3 separate regions of the Sus scrofa genome follow, and all the other regions are linked to region 3. The links are chromatin contacts, called in public Hi-C and HiChIP or PLAC-seq maps. All regions are on one chromosome and are shown on one strand. Each heading gives the region's core, a stretch centred on a gene start, on an enhancer-like site or on the middle of the called end of the contact. The rest is flanking DNA. Distances are from core to core; before and after follow the strand shown.

Evidence for each region. A called contact is a pair of places that touch in the nucleus more often than the background predicts. HiChIP or PLAC-seq counts read pairs in DNA pulled down with a chosen protein or histone mark.
Region 1: a contact with region 3 is called in a Hi-C map of embryonic fibroblasts, with 3 times the contacts expected there. The contact joins two enhancer-like sites. A contact is called at or near these places in 1 of 5 promoter capture datasets (liver), 8 of 47 Hi-C or Micro-C datasets (alveolar macrophages, embryonic fibroblasts, epiblast stem cells and 3 more) and 2 of 2 datasets of contacts at active chromatin or transcription factors (alveolar macrophages and skeletal muscle).
Region 2: an H3K27ac HiChIP or PLAC-seq map of skeletal muscle shows a contact between it and region 3. The contact joins the promoter of ATF3 here to the enhancer-like site in region 3. A contact is called at or near these places in 1 of 5 promoter capture datasets (liver), 4 of 47 Hi-C or Micro-C datasets (alveolar macrophages, embryonic fibroblasts, liver and 1 more) and 2 of 2 datasets of contacts at active chromatin or transcription factors (alveolar macrophages and skeletal muscle).

Annotation. Positions count from the first base shown.
Region 1 is chr9:130,798,001-130,801,947 of Sscrofa11.1, reverse strand. All of the region lies in intron 1 of ATF3 (cyclic AMP-dependent transcription factor ATF-3), which reads left to right. Among named protein-coding and RNA genes, the nearest start is that of ATF3, 30 kb to the left of the region's middle. Within about 2 kb of position 2,102, at least 20 of the 83 cell types and tissues checked have an H3K27ac peak or open chromatin away from gene starts, as enhancers often do. A contact at or near this core is called in alveolar macrophages and embryonic fibroblasts, where this site is marked.
Region 2 is chr9:130,827,685-130,831,940 of Sscrofa11.1, reverse strand. It overlaps ATF3 (cyclic AMP-dependent transcription factor ATF-3), which reads left to right and starts at 2,263. Exons shown (of 4, transcript XM_021063853.1): 1 at 2,263-2,356.
Region 3 is chr9:130,906,506-130,910,365 of Sscrofa11.1, reverse strand. The region is part of intron 2 of LOC102164427 (a long non-coding RNA gene); the gene reads right to left. Among named protein-coding and RNA genes, the nearest start is that of NENF, 51 kb to the left of the region's middle. Within about 2 kb of position 1,540, at least 61 of the 83 cell types and tissues checked have an H3K27ac peak or open chromatin away from gene starts, as enhancers often do. A contact at or near this core is called in alveolar macrophages, embryonic fibroblasts, liver and 1 more, where this site is marked.

The DNA of each region.
Region 1 (3,947 bases), core at 853-3,352, 110 kb after region 3:
GATAGAAACAGAGCAGGAGCCAGGATGCTAGGCTCCAGATCAGCTATCCAAAAGAAATAAAATACGAGCTGCAAATGTGAGCTGCATATACAATTTTTAATTTTCTAGGAGCCACATTAATAAAAGTAAAATCAAGTAAGTGACATTCATTTTAATAATATTTGTATTTAACTCAATATATTCAAAACATAATTTCGACATGTAATTAATGTAAAAATAATTAATGTGCTAGGGAATTGTCTTTTTTTTTTCCTAAGTCTTCAAATCCAGTGTGCATTTTAGACTCCAGCACATCTCTATTTGGATTAGCCACATTCAGGTGCTCGATGGCCCCATGTGGCAGGTAGCTATCATACTGGACCTCGTAGACCTTGCATCTTGACAAAACTGCTCAGACTATTCTCTCCACTTTCAGTCTGTGAACTGGAAATGACTCTCCTTGCTCTGATCCCTTTCAGGGTTGTGTGGGATAAACAGGAGCTAAGGGAGGTGAATGTGCTTTGCAGGCCCCTCACAGGCCCCCACCTCAGGAGAAAGAAGAGAGTGTGGCCAGCACCTGTGAGCAGAATTAACCTACCAATCTATTGCCTGGTCACTGGACTTGGCAGGAACTAAACTGAATGGAAGTGTGGCAGAGGATCACAGACATCTTGATTTTACAGACTAGTTAAACTTCACAACAGAACTCGGGGAAATGAAGATGAGACTACCAACTGCTGCTTTTCCATCCACTGTCATAATCATTCTACTTCTTACTAGTTTAATGAGCTCTCTGGATTCAGGATGCCTGGATGCTCAAGGTGTGATCTCAAAGCTGCCAGGACCACAGGGGGAGAGGGGCTCTGCCCTGACCTTTCAATAAAGCCATTGGTCTAACTTAAAAAAAAAAAAAAAAAAAAAAAAAAAAAAAAGGATATTTTAATACTATCCCAAGTACCAGAGATGGTAAGATTAAAAAAAAAAAAAAAAAAAAAAAAATCTTGCTCCCAAGGAGCTCATTAGAGCAATGGGGAAACATATACACACAAAAATGTATAAGGACCAAATAGTTGTTTATTCCCTGTACTCTTTTGTTTCCAAGTGTAAGAAAACTCAATTCTAAATGGCTTAAGCAAAAGGAGGTAATTTACTGGCTCACATAACTGAAAAGTGCTTGATAAATGCGGCTGCAGGCCCACCTTGATACAGAGCCTCTCACCTCTTGCTTCTGTCCTTTAACTCCTGCTCCATGTGACAGCCTCAGCCATCTCATGCTCACAGCGCCCGACATTCAAATCCAGCGCAAAGCGATTAACTGGGTCTCTGGTAGCCACTCCCCTCGCCCCGCCAAATGCTCTCAGCAGTTCATTGGCTCTGATTGGATCCCAAGCGCATTTCTGGACCAATCACAGTGGCCCTTGGCATGGTTTGCTCTGACTGGTGGCTCAGTGCGTTATGCAAGGCAAGTGTGAGGGGAATGGCTTTCCCAGATGAAAACTGGGAGACAGGTACCTGAATCGGGTGGCCAATAAAAAACAATATTGACTAAGAATTGGGGAAACACAGAAAAAGTGTGACCAGGGCTGGCTCCATGAGCTTGTGATCTGTGTAGTTCCACTCTGTTTTTTTTGTCTTTTCTAAGGCCGCTTCTGCGGCACATGGAGGTTCCCAGGCTAGGGGTCTAATCCGAGCTGTAGCCACTGGCCTATGCCACAGCCACAGCACGCCAGATCCTCAACCCACTGAGCAAGGCCAGGAATCGAACCCGCAACCTCACGGCTCCTAGTCGGATTCGTTAACCACTGAGCCACAACAGGAACTCCTGCGCAGTCCCACTTTTAAAAGGTCCCACACTTGGTTTAATGCTCAGCAGTCACCATCTTGAAATTCTTAATTTTTGAAAAAAGGGATCTACATTTTCATTTAAATTATAAATTACATAGCTAATCCTGGTTGTGACTATCATTTACATACATGACTTTGGAACTGAATTTTGAAAGATAAAATAGCAATTTTCCAAGCAGAGAGGGTTGGGTAGTTGGGAAGAGGAAATTCCATAGGTATTGCATAGGTAGGCAACTATGTAGCGACAGAAAGGCTCTGTGAGAAACTGAAACGACTAGCGCCTCAAGTGGTTGGAGCTGGTAGTGCCGGTGGGGAGTGAGCCCAGCTGAGCAGGAAAGACCGGCAGAGAGGGACATTTGTGTCAAGCCAGAAGGCTGGCACTCAGTGTTTCTTAAATGAAATTAATAAATACAAGTCAAGTGAATTACCACATTAGAAAAAAGTATTTTTAAACCTATATTATTTCAAATGATTATTACAAAATAATCGCCCAATTTTCCACCTTATTTTTCTGCTCCAGACTAAAGCTAAGTTTTCACTGTGTAATATTATCGCCTACTGATCTTTATCATCAGCATGTTGGCAAGGTTAGCATTCCACCTCTGTGACTTCATCATCCAAATATTTATGAATCAGAGAGATGTTTCTAAGAACGTGTTTTCCGATTGTTTACTCTATAGCAATAATAGTGTGCCTTAATTACAAGGATGACGTTTTAAAACCTAAATAGAACAAGCCTCAATTGTGTGGGAGTGCATTGCTTTGGTGATAAAGGAGAAACACAGACAGTGACTCAGGTGGAGAATTGTTTCATTTTCATTTTGTGTTTCCATTGGTTCTACATGTCAGGGCATGTAACAGTCAAGCAGAAGTGTGCTGTGGGGAATGCAAAAATTAAAACTAAGGCTTTATACATAAGAGTGAAAGTACACGGTCCCAGTTCTCCCAGCCTCTCACCTTATCAAGACCAAAATGAAAGGGGAAAAAAAAAAGATGTTGGCTTTCTTCCAACACATGGGATGATAAGCTGGTAAAGGTCAATACTTTGCTCCCGATTCTTTAAAAGAAAGAGACAACACTGGTTCTTCTGAATTGAGAATTTTTTGAGTTTCCACTCCAGTATTTTTTAAAATTTAAATTAAACGTAGGAGAGAGATTAATGTTCAGGTATCTGATAAACACCAAGTGTAGAGCCTTTGACCATTCACTCTTCTGTTCCTAGCACCTTGAACAATGCCTGGCATGTTGCAGGCATACAAAATATTTGACAAAAAGTCAATAAATTTATTGCTCTCAGTAATCCTATGTGACTGTGCAATTTTCAGATCAAGAAACAGAGACCAAGGCAATGTGCTGGAAATCGAGGAAAGAGATAGTCCATCCAGGCAAAGAGGGACCACACAGGGCTTCCTCGGTGACTTTTATGCAACCAGGTACATGTTTCTTCTGTAGAACCCTTGAGCAACAGAGAATGACAACAGAAAGAAAAGGGGCTTTTGAAGTGTAACGTCGCCGTCATGATCACCAATAATCACTGACTGCAGACATAGAGATTAAAATCAGAGAACTGAAGAAATGAAAAAATTTCAGAACCTATAGTACCACTATAAAGAGACATAGATATGTCACACACTACCCTCGCCTTATCAACTCTGCCAGGTAGGTCTTACTAGCTCCATTTTCAATGTCCAGGCCAGCAAGAGTCAGAGCCCAGACTCTTGCCTCTTGGAGCCATCCCCTTGGCACAGGTTCCTTGATTAACACAGAAGGAATCTACCCTCATTAAAGTACCCAAGGGTATTCAATTAGTGCAAAACCAGGACTTGAATCCAAGACCTCTATCGTTTCCACTTGCCCAATTTCTCAATTCAAGATGAGCACACTTTGGATTTCTTTCTGTTTTGCAGATGTCAGTTAATACTAAGTTAGTGGGACAAAGACTATCCGAAATAATTCAGGACTAATCAGTCATTCCATTTCCCATCTTAGAAATTATTTCATTTTTTCCTATATCCATCTCAGTTCCTGGAATATGGCAAGCATTCAATCAGGACTTGATACACTTAATTAAGCCAAGATTTGATTTGGATAGACTCTCAGTCCTTAGTATTCTTCAGAAGCAG
Region 2 (4,256 bases), core at 1,014-3,513, 79 kb after region 3:
ACAGTATTGATTAATGGAGTGGGGTGCTGGGATGGGTGTCACTCTGCATGCAAACTTACAGATACCCACTCAATATTCTCTAAAGAGTTACCGCCTAGGACCAGCATAGAGTAGGTGCTCAGTAAATTCTTCTGTGTGGTTGGATACTTGGACTTTTAAAAAGGAAACGAAAACCTGTGTGGTAACTGGTGAGACACATTAGGAATCACTGCATTAGAGGCTGGAGGGCAACGTGAGAGTACAGCTGGCATGGAGGGAAAAAGGACTGTCCCGATTTTATGGCAGATGTGCCTGTGTAAGCTCTCCTCATCACCCTAGAGCTCATACTAAGGGAAGACCTGGTTCCCAGGCTGCTGACATGATGCATAAACAAGGAATGCCAAAAGGATGCCCTCTGACAGGTGCTGGATGGGTGGCAGGGGTGGCAGGAGCAAATAGGCAGGTATGAGATCCAAAAGAGAAGGATCAGACCCTGTGGCTATCTCAGCTTTTACCATGAACTGCAGGAGAATGAAGTTTTAAAAGCTAGGTGATTCAGCATGTGACTACACAAATAAATTGTGCTACATCCAGACAACAGACTATATTCAGTATCAAAAATAAATAAATAGTGGAGTTCTCACTGTGGCTCAGTGGGTTAAGCACCTGACATTCCTCCGAGAGGATGTGGGTTCGATCCCTGGCCTTGCTCAATGGGTTAAGGATCCAGCGTTGCCACAGACTGTGGTATAGGTCCCAGCTGCAGCTCTCATTCGACCCCCGGCCCAGGAACTTCCGTATGCCACAGGTGTGGCTGTAAAAAGAAAAAATAAATAATAAATAAAACCATGAAAAGACATGGAGAAACACTGAATGTGTTTCACTAAGTCAAAGGAGCCAACTGGAAAAGCTGCATGCCTATGATTCCAACTACATGACATTCCGGAAAAGGCAAAGCTATGAAGACAGTAAAGTTGTGAGTGCTTAACAAGGGTTAGAGGGGAGGGAGGGCTGAATAGGGGAGCACAGAGAATCTTCAGGGCAGTGAACTCCTCTGTATGATACACAGTGGTAGATACATGTCTTTATACATTTGCCCAAACCCACAGGATGTACAATACCAAGGTCCAACCATGATGTAAACTATGGACTTTGGGGATTGTGACGTGTCTGTGTCGGTTCATCAACTGTAACAAATGTACCACTCTGGTCCAGCTGAGGAGCGTGTGGGTGGGGCGGGTAAGGGGTATATGGAACTCTTTGTACCTTCTGCTAAATTCTGCTATAAATCTGTAACTGCTCTACAAAATACAGTCCGTATTTTAAAAATCCGGGTGCAATAACACCCTTCTGTATGTAAAGTTCCGTCCACATTGGAGCCACAGAGTCTTGGGCTGGAGTCCAAGCCCCACCATGACCAGCTCTGTAACTCTGGGAAAATTACTTAACGCCTCTGACCTCAGTTTCTCTAACTCTGCAGGACTGTATTGCCTTCCTCAGAGCATTTTGAAAATTAAATGAAAAACTATATGTGGAGTTCCCATTGTGGTGCAGCAGAAACGAATCCAACTATTATCCATGAGGATGCGGGATCGAGCCCTGGCTTTGCTCAGTGGGTCAGAGATCTGGCATTGCCATGACCTGCGGTGTAGGCTGCAGATGCAGCTCGGATCCTGCGGGTGTAGGCTGGCGGCTACAGCTCCGATTTAACTCCTAGCCTGGGAACTTTCATGTCCTGTGGGTGCGGCCCTAAAAAAGAAAACAAAAACAAAACAAAACAAAAACAAGCAAACTATATGTAAAGTGTCTAACCCAGTACCTGGGATATACAAGTAAATATAAAAACCCTTTCCCCAATTCCTCCCTTTATCAGTGTGATGATTAACTCTTCTAATGGCTACTCATTCCAGAGTCAGGCCAGTGGAGGAAAAAGCTGTCTTGAATGACAGTGACCTTCTACTAGGAAGGGGATCTGTGTGTGGCAGGGGGCATGAGTGTCCTCACATGCTCTGTCCCAGATGGTGGCCACAGAATGCCAGATATGAACTTGACCCTGGAAGGCAGTATCAAGCCCCTCACTCAGCTTTCTCACGTGAAAAGGTCAGGATGATGGCAGGCTGTCATATTTAGACGATGGCTCGCAGGACAGCCTCTATGAGTTAGTCACCTATGATATGACATCATATTGCTACTCAATATAGTAACAGCTGTTATTTGCTTTGGGGGGCAGAGGCGGGATCAGCTTTTGTTGACCAACCATGCCTCAAGGATAAATTGGATGGTACGGGACGTGGAGACCAGAAAAGAGGAGGAATCCTCCTCTAAATAAGGGTGTTCCACAGCTTCCTAAGGATTTTTGGCACCTCACCCCTAAAATGTGAGTCTTGAATTTTCTTTGTCTTTGGGACCCAGCAGGGGAAATGCCATGGGAGAAAGGTGTTCGGTCAGGAAGTCTCCAGCTGGAAGGATACCCACCATGGCCGGGGTCAACGCCGCCTTGTAGAAGGGTGAGAAAGTGTGTCCCATGCCTCAGCTACATGACATCTGCATGGCACCCAAAGAAGTGGTCTCAGGGAAGGGGATTGAAAAGGCCTGGAGGTAGGGTGCTACAGACTCTCTAGGTTGGATTAGGCATTTTACCCTCCCAGGTTACAGAACAGGCCAAATCACTCCACTGAGGCAATGATGTTTTCTCAGCCTTTGAAATGTCCTAGATGAAGCCATGGTTTGGGGATAACACCCATCAGTGCCTTAGCTAATTTGGCATATTGATCAGTCATATCATAATGGAAAACCACTGGATGTGGTTAACCCCTTCCTGCCAGTGAGTTCTCCTCCTTGACATCTCTGCCTCCCATGGGGCCTTGTGCTTTGGGAACAGAATGCTTTGTTTCAGCCGTGCAGATGCCTAGGTGAACTGGGGAAAGCGGACTCTTCCTGTGTCTAACCTGGAATAGCTCCAGAGTGAGGAAATGAAGAGGCTAGAGAGAAAAAGCCCTGGACCCCGGGCTCGGGAGACCCTGTGTGGCAGCTGGTTCTGCCACTTTTTGAGCCTGCTGACCTTGAGCAGGTCACCACCTCTCTGCAGATTTTGATCGCTTGCCTTGTCTGTAAAACTGCGTTCGTTCTCGGGGTCCTTTAACCCTAGCTTGCCCTCTCCAGTCTTCTAAGCGTGGATCCCTGGTCTGTTGTTGGCAGACGAGAAAGGGAGCCCGCGGTCTGAGTGCGTGCTTCTGCCACGTTACTTTGCGACCTTCCACAAGGACACGCTGTCTCTGAACCTCAGTTTCCTCACTTATAAAATCAGGGTGAGATAATGAGCCTTTATAAAACTTACAAAATACGGATGAGATAATGAGCCTTTTCATAGGCACCATATAAATGCAATGAAGTGATTTCCTGAGTTCCGAGGGGGAAGGTGGGGGAAGGCAGGCTGAGGAGAAGACGGTGGGGGTTAGCGGCAGGTGGGGTGAAACCAGGGCTAGGAGCGGGGGGCGGTGGGGGTACGGTCGTCCAGGCCGAGAAAACCTCCGACCCAGTCCTCCTCGGTTCCTCTTCATTTCCCAGCAGCAGCCCAGGGAGGGGAAACTATTGAGAGGTTGTAAGCGATGCTGAGAACAGCCCAAGAGGGTGGCTGCAAACTCTTGTCTAAGGGGGTCGCGCTGCCCGAGTGCGCACGGCGCCAAAGCAAAGAGGCCGAGGGGAGCCCGACCAGGGCTCGGAATCCCCGCGCAAACCAGCAGCCTCTCATTTCCTACCCTGCCCGGGGGTAATAGCCCTGAACTGAGCACCTTCTGGGCTGCCCCGCATCACCTCCTAGGGGTGTAAAAACAGCTCCGAGGGGAGCCCTGGAAATCACATCACGGCTGTATGCTCACCAGAGTGACCTGTCTCGACTCATCTCTGCGGGAAAATCACAGATCTGCTAGAGAAACTCTCCAAATTCCTGTTTATTCTTTACGTAAACGGATTAACCTAGGGTTAGCGATTTTACTTCCAGTCTCTCTTTCATGTTACAGCGAAAATGAAATCGACCGACCACTCCTTTGAAGCAGTTCTTTGAGCCATAAGCGTAATTTCTCTTCTCTCCCATCAAAAGGGGTTTTCTCTTTTTTGCCAAAAAAAAATTTTTTTTGTTTTTATTTTTGAAGCCCCAGGAGCTGAGAGGCTGGCAGGAGGCGTGGCTGCCATAAGAGCCGCTTGCTGTCCCCCTGCTGACTCATCTGACATTAACATAATTATGTTTTAAGAGTCAAAGTGATTTTCAAACTATGAGT
Region 3 (3,860 bases), core at 291-2,790:
CAGTACACACCCAGGGGCCGGGTGGGGCTTGCACTGTGCAATGGGGAGGGTCCCCAGAGAAGGAGGACTGTGTACCAGCAGGCACCCCAAAGCTGTGAGGCTCAGAATAGCATGGTCTGGGCTTACAGTTACACAGAACTTTATAATCTTGAGGAACCAAATACAGATTCACTCCAATCCCAAGCACTTTATGACAACAGCTAATACTTTTGAGCACGTACTCTATGCTGAGCACCTGCTCAGTGGTTTACAGGTATTTTCTCACTTCATTCTCATGGCCCCGTGAGGTGGATGTTCTTATTGCTTCCAATTTACAGAGAAATGGATGCACAGAGAATCCTGACTGAACTTTCCTGTCCCGTTTCTGAAGTGCAGCACCCAGTCTTGGAGCACAGAGGAAGAGAAAGAGGGCCCCCCTCTTACCCAGCGGTGTGCCAATAATTGTTTAACAACCAGCTCTCTGGCAAAAAAAAAAAAAAAAAAAAAAAAGCTCTGGTCTGTAGCATCGACCGATGTCTGAGGGGTGACGACCCCATCACGGCTGACTTCAAGCCACCAACTTCCCAGGGCCAGGCTGAGCGACTCCCACGCGCACGGCCTCTCTTTCGGGTGAGTCCCAGAGAAAGGTCCAGAAGCCGTGTTTTGGAGCTTCTCAGAGTGTGGTCCCTGAACACGTGCAATTCTCTGATCTCGCCCCAGACTTCCTGGGGTGGGGGGGGGCCCCCTCGTTCCACAGCCCTCCAGGGGATTCTCACGCTGTCAAGTCTAACAGCCTCGGAGCAGAGGGGGAAGGCGCCCTTCCTCAAACCCGGCTGGTCCCCCTGCGTGGGGAGAATGGGGCTTGTTTCCCACTCCTTGGCAGATGGTCACACTGAGGCCAGAGAGAGGAAGCTGCTGGAAACGGGTGGGTGAGAGAAGTGGGCTGAGTCACCCTCCAGCCTGGGTGTCCTTCTCCACAAGGCAATGGGACTGGGGGTCTCTGCAGAGTTCCCGCCCTGGCCCTTCACGCGTCTGTGAAGTGATGGCCCGTGGACCCGAGGTGAGTGGGAGGGTGAGAAGGCCGAGCAGAGAGAAGCAGCGGAATCCCAGGTCCTCTGGAGCTGGCTCCTCCGAAGAGGGCGAAGCAAGGGAAGAGCCACATAAAGGCCTAAGGCTCAGCAGGGCCTGGCTCTGGGCCTTTGAGCCTGGTCCAAAGAGGTCCTGAGGCTGAAATAAGTCCTGGGACAGTGCTAGAGTCAGCACCAGCAAGCCCTCCGCCCGAGGTCTGAGCCCAGAAGACCTGCGCTGGCTCCCGGTCGGGGAGGGGCAGGGAGCCACAGGTCCAAGTCCCGCCAGGCTCTCTGGGGGACGTGTTTATTGTCTGCTTGTCTCAACAACTTCCCTCAGCCCCAATCCAGATTTGCTATTAACCAAAGGCAAACAAATCGAGGCCCAGGTCTCAGAAATGATGCAAATTCCGTGTCAGCCCCGGGAGGCCGTGAAACACCTGGGCAATCAGCAAGGGCATGATGTCACCGGAGGAATGCCTGGCTCGCATGCAACTGCAGTCACGTGACACGGCCCCAGGGTGCTGGTCACGCGGGGGGAGGGGCTCCCGCCTGAGCTCAGTGTCTGACGAGGAAGCAAAACACAAACAGAAACTGTCCTGTCAGGGCAAAATCCGTAAGTCATGTGATGGGGCCGTTTTCCACCTCCAAGTTTGAGTCACAAAGCGGAGATTCAGAGCCAGCATTACTTAGCAAAATCAGCTCCTGCTGGGATGCTGGCCTGCTTTTTGCTTTGGGCTGGAAAGTCGAGTCCCCTGGAAGTTCAGTCACTCTCCTTCAGGAAAGAAGCTCTGTAAGAAAGTTTCCTCAGGGCACCTGCTCTAGGATTTCTTCAGCAAAAGTCCTGGACTACACCAGCCTTCCCTACTGGGCTGCAACATCCCCGCAGTGTCTCACCTGGGCCTGGCCGCCCCGTCGGTGGGTCGGTCCCCAGGGAGAGGCCAGCAGCCATTCCTCCTTCCCGACCCAGAGTTGCCCACGCAGGGTCCCTCAGCAGTTGCTGGCTGAAGCCAAGAGAAGATCTTGGCTCAGCACATGCTGAGCAAATGCCTGGGGCAAGTGGAAGGTTCTAGGCAGCAGAGAGGTGCCAGGTCTTGGGGGGAAGGGGCAATGGCCCACTCCATTCTCTTGCCCCCACTCCTCTGGGCTCCTGCTCTTGGCAAAGCAACTTGTGGACCACTTGGATCCTGGCACCAGACAACGGTGTGGGCAATGTGTAAGTGGCAGCCAGGGCGCTGCCCTCAAGGGGCTTAGGTTCTATTTAGGAAGATAACACTATCCTAGCCCAACACAATAACAAGCAACAATGAAATGTACCACAGACCCGGAGCAGTGAAGCAGGAAAAGCAGGGGTGGTCACCGAGCTAGACACACCACGTGTGAATTCTAGCCTGGCCACGCCCCGGCAGCTGTGGGTGACTGTGGGCAAATTGCTTCAACTTTCTGAGCCCCAGTCTACGCATGTCTAAAATGGAGATAGACATTTCCAATTCATAGCACTGTTGTGAAAAATGAAAGGGTGTCTATAAAACAGGTGGTAAGACGCTCAGCACAAAATAGGTACTGGATAAGTTACAATAGTTCTCTTAATTCCATTTTGGGCCAAGATGGCTATAAGAGATGAACCATTTATGTTTGGTCTCCACCTAATTAGAAGCAGATTAGAAGCGATAAAGTGAAAGCACTGGAAGAGAGGCTCAAAAAGAGAAAGGAAAACTCACACAAGAGAGCCTGACAATGAGGGGGTACCTAGAAAAAGTATTAAAGCAGATGTGAGAACAAAATAGTGCCCACCATAAGGGCAGAAGCAAATAGCCACCTTTACCCCACAGCCTCCGGGGCCATCGTCGTGTCACAGGACAGCAGAGCACACAGTGTTCCAAAGACGATATATTCATTAGCCTCCAGGAAGCCAGGGACGAGCATAGTGCATTTGAAAAATATTTTCATCCAAAGTTTTTAACTTTTTTTTTTTTGGTCTTTTTAGGGCTGTACCTTCAGCATATAGAGGTTCCCAGGCCAGGGGGCCAATTGAAGCTGTAGCCACCGGCCTACACCAGAGCTACAACAACAGGGGATCTGAGCCGTGTCTGTGACCTATACCACAGCTCATGGCAATGCTGGATCCTTAACCCACTGAGCGAGGCCGGGGATCAAATCCGAATCTTCATGGATACTAATTGGGTTCATTAACTGTTGAGCCACTATGGGAACTTCCCAAAGTTTTTAATGTTTTTAAAAAAGCACTTAAGGAGTTCCCGTTGTGGCGCAGTGGTTAATGAATCCGACGAGGAACCATGAGGTTGCGGGTTCGATCCCTGGCCTTGCTCAGTGGGTTAAGGATCCGGCGTTGCCATTAGCTGTGGTGTAGATTGCAGACTCGGCTTGGATCCCACGTTGCTGTGGTTCTGGCGTAGGCCAGCAGCTACAGCTCCGATTCGACCCCTAGCCTGGGAACCTCCATATGCCGCAGAGCTGCCCAAGAAATGGCAAAAAGACAAGAAAAAAAAAAAAAAGCACTTAAAATGTGTGGGGCTGGCAAATTTTCAAATATCCAGAAAAATCACTTGTCACAATTTCCTAACAGCTCGATGAGTTGAGTTTTCACTCTACTTCTTAATACATTTGTCAAAGAGATTAGAGCCATGCTTAGCACATCATGGGGGCTTACCCACCCCCTGTTTACTCATAAATTCATACAGTGTTGGAATATGGTTTCTTCTGTTTCCCGTCATCAACACTTCTATGCATTAACTGATTGAGGCCAGGGATGCACTCAATCTCCTCTGTGAACAGCAATAACGGATTATCTCC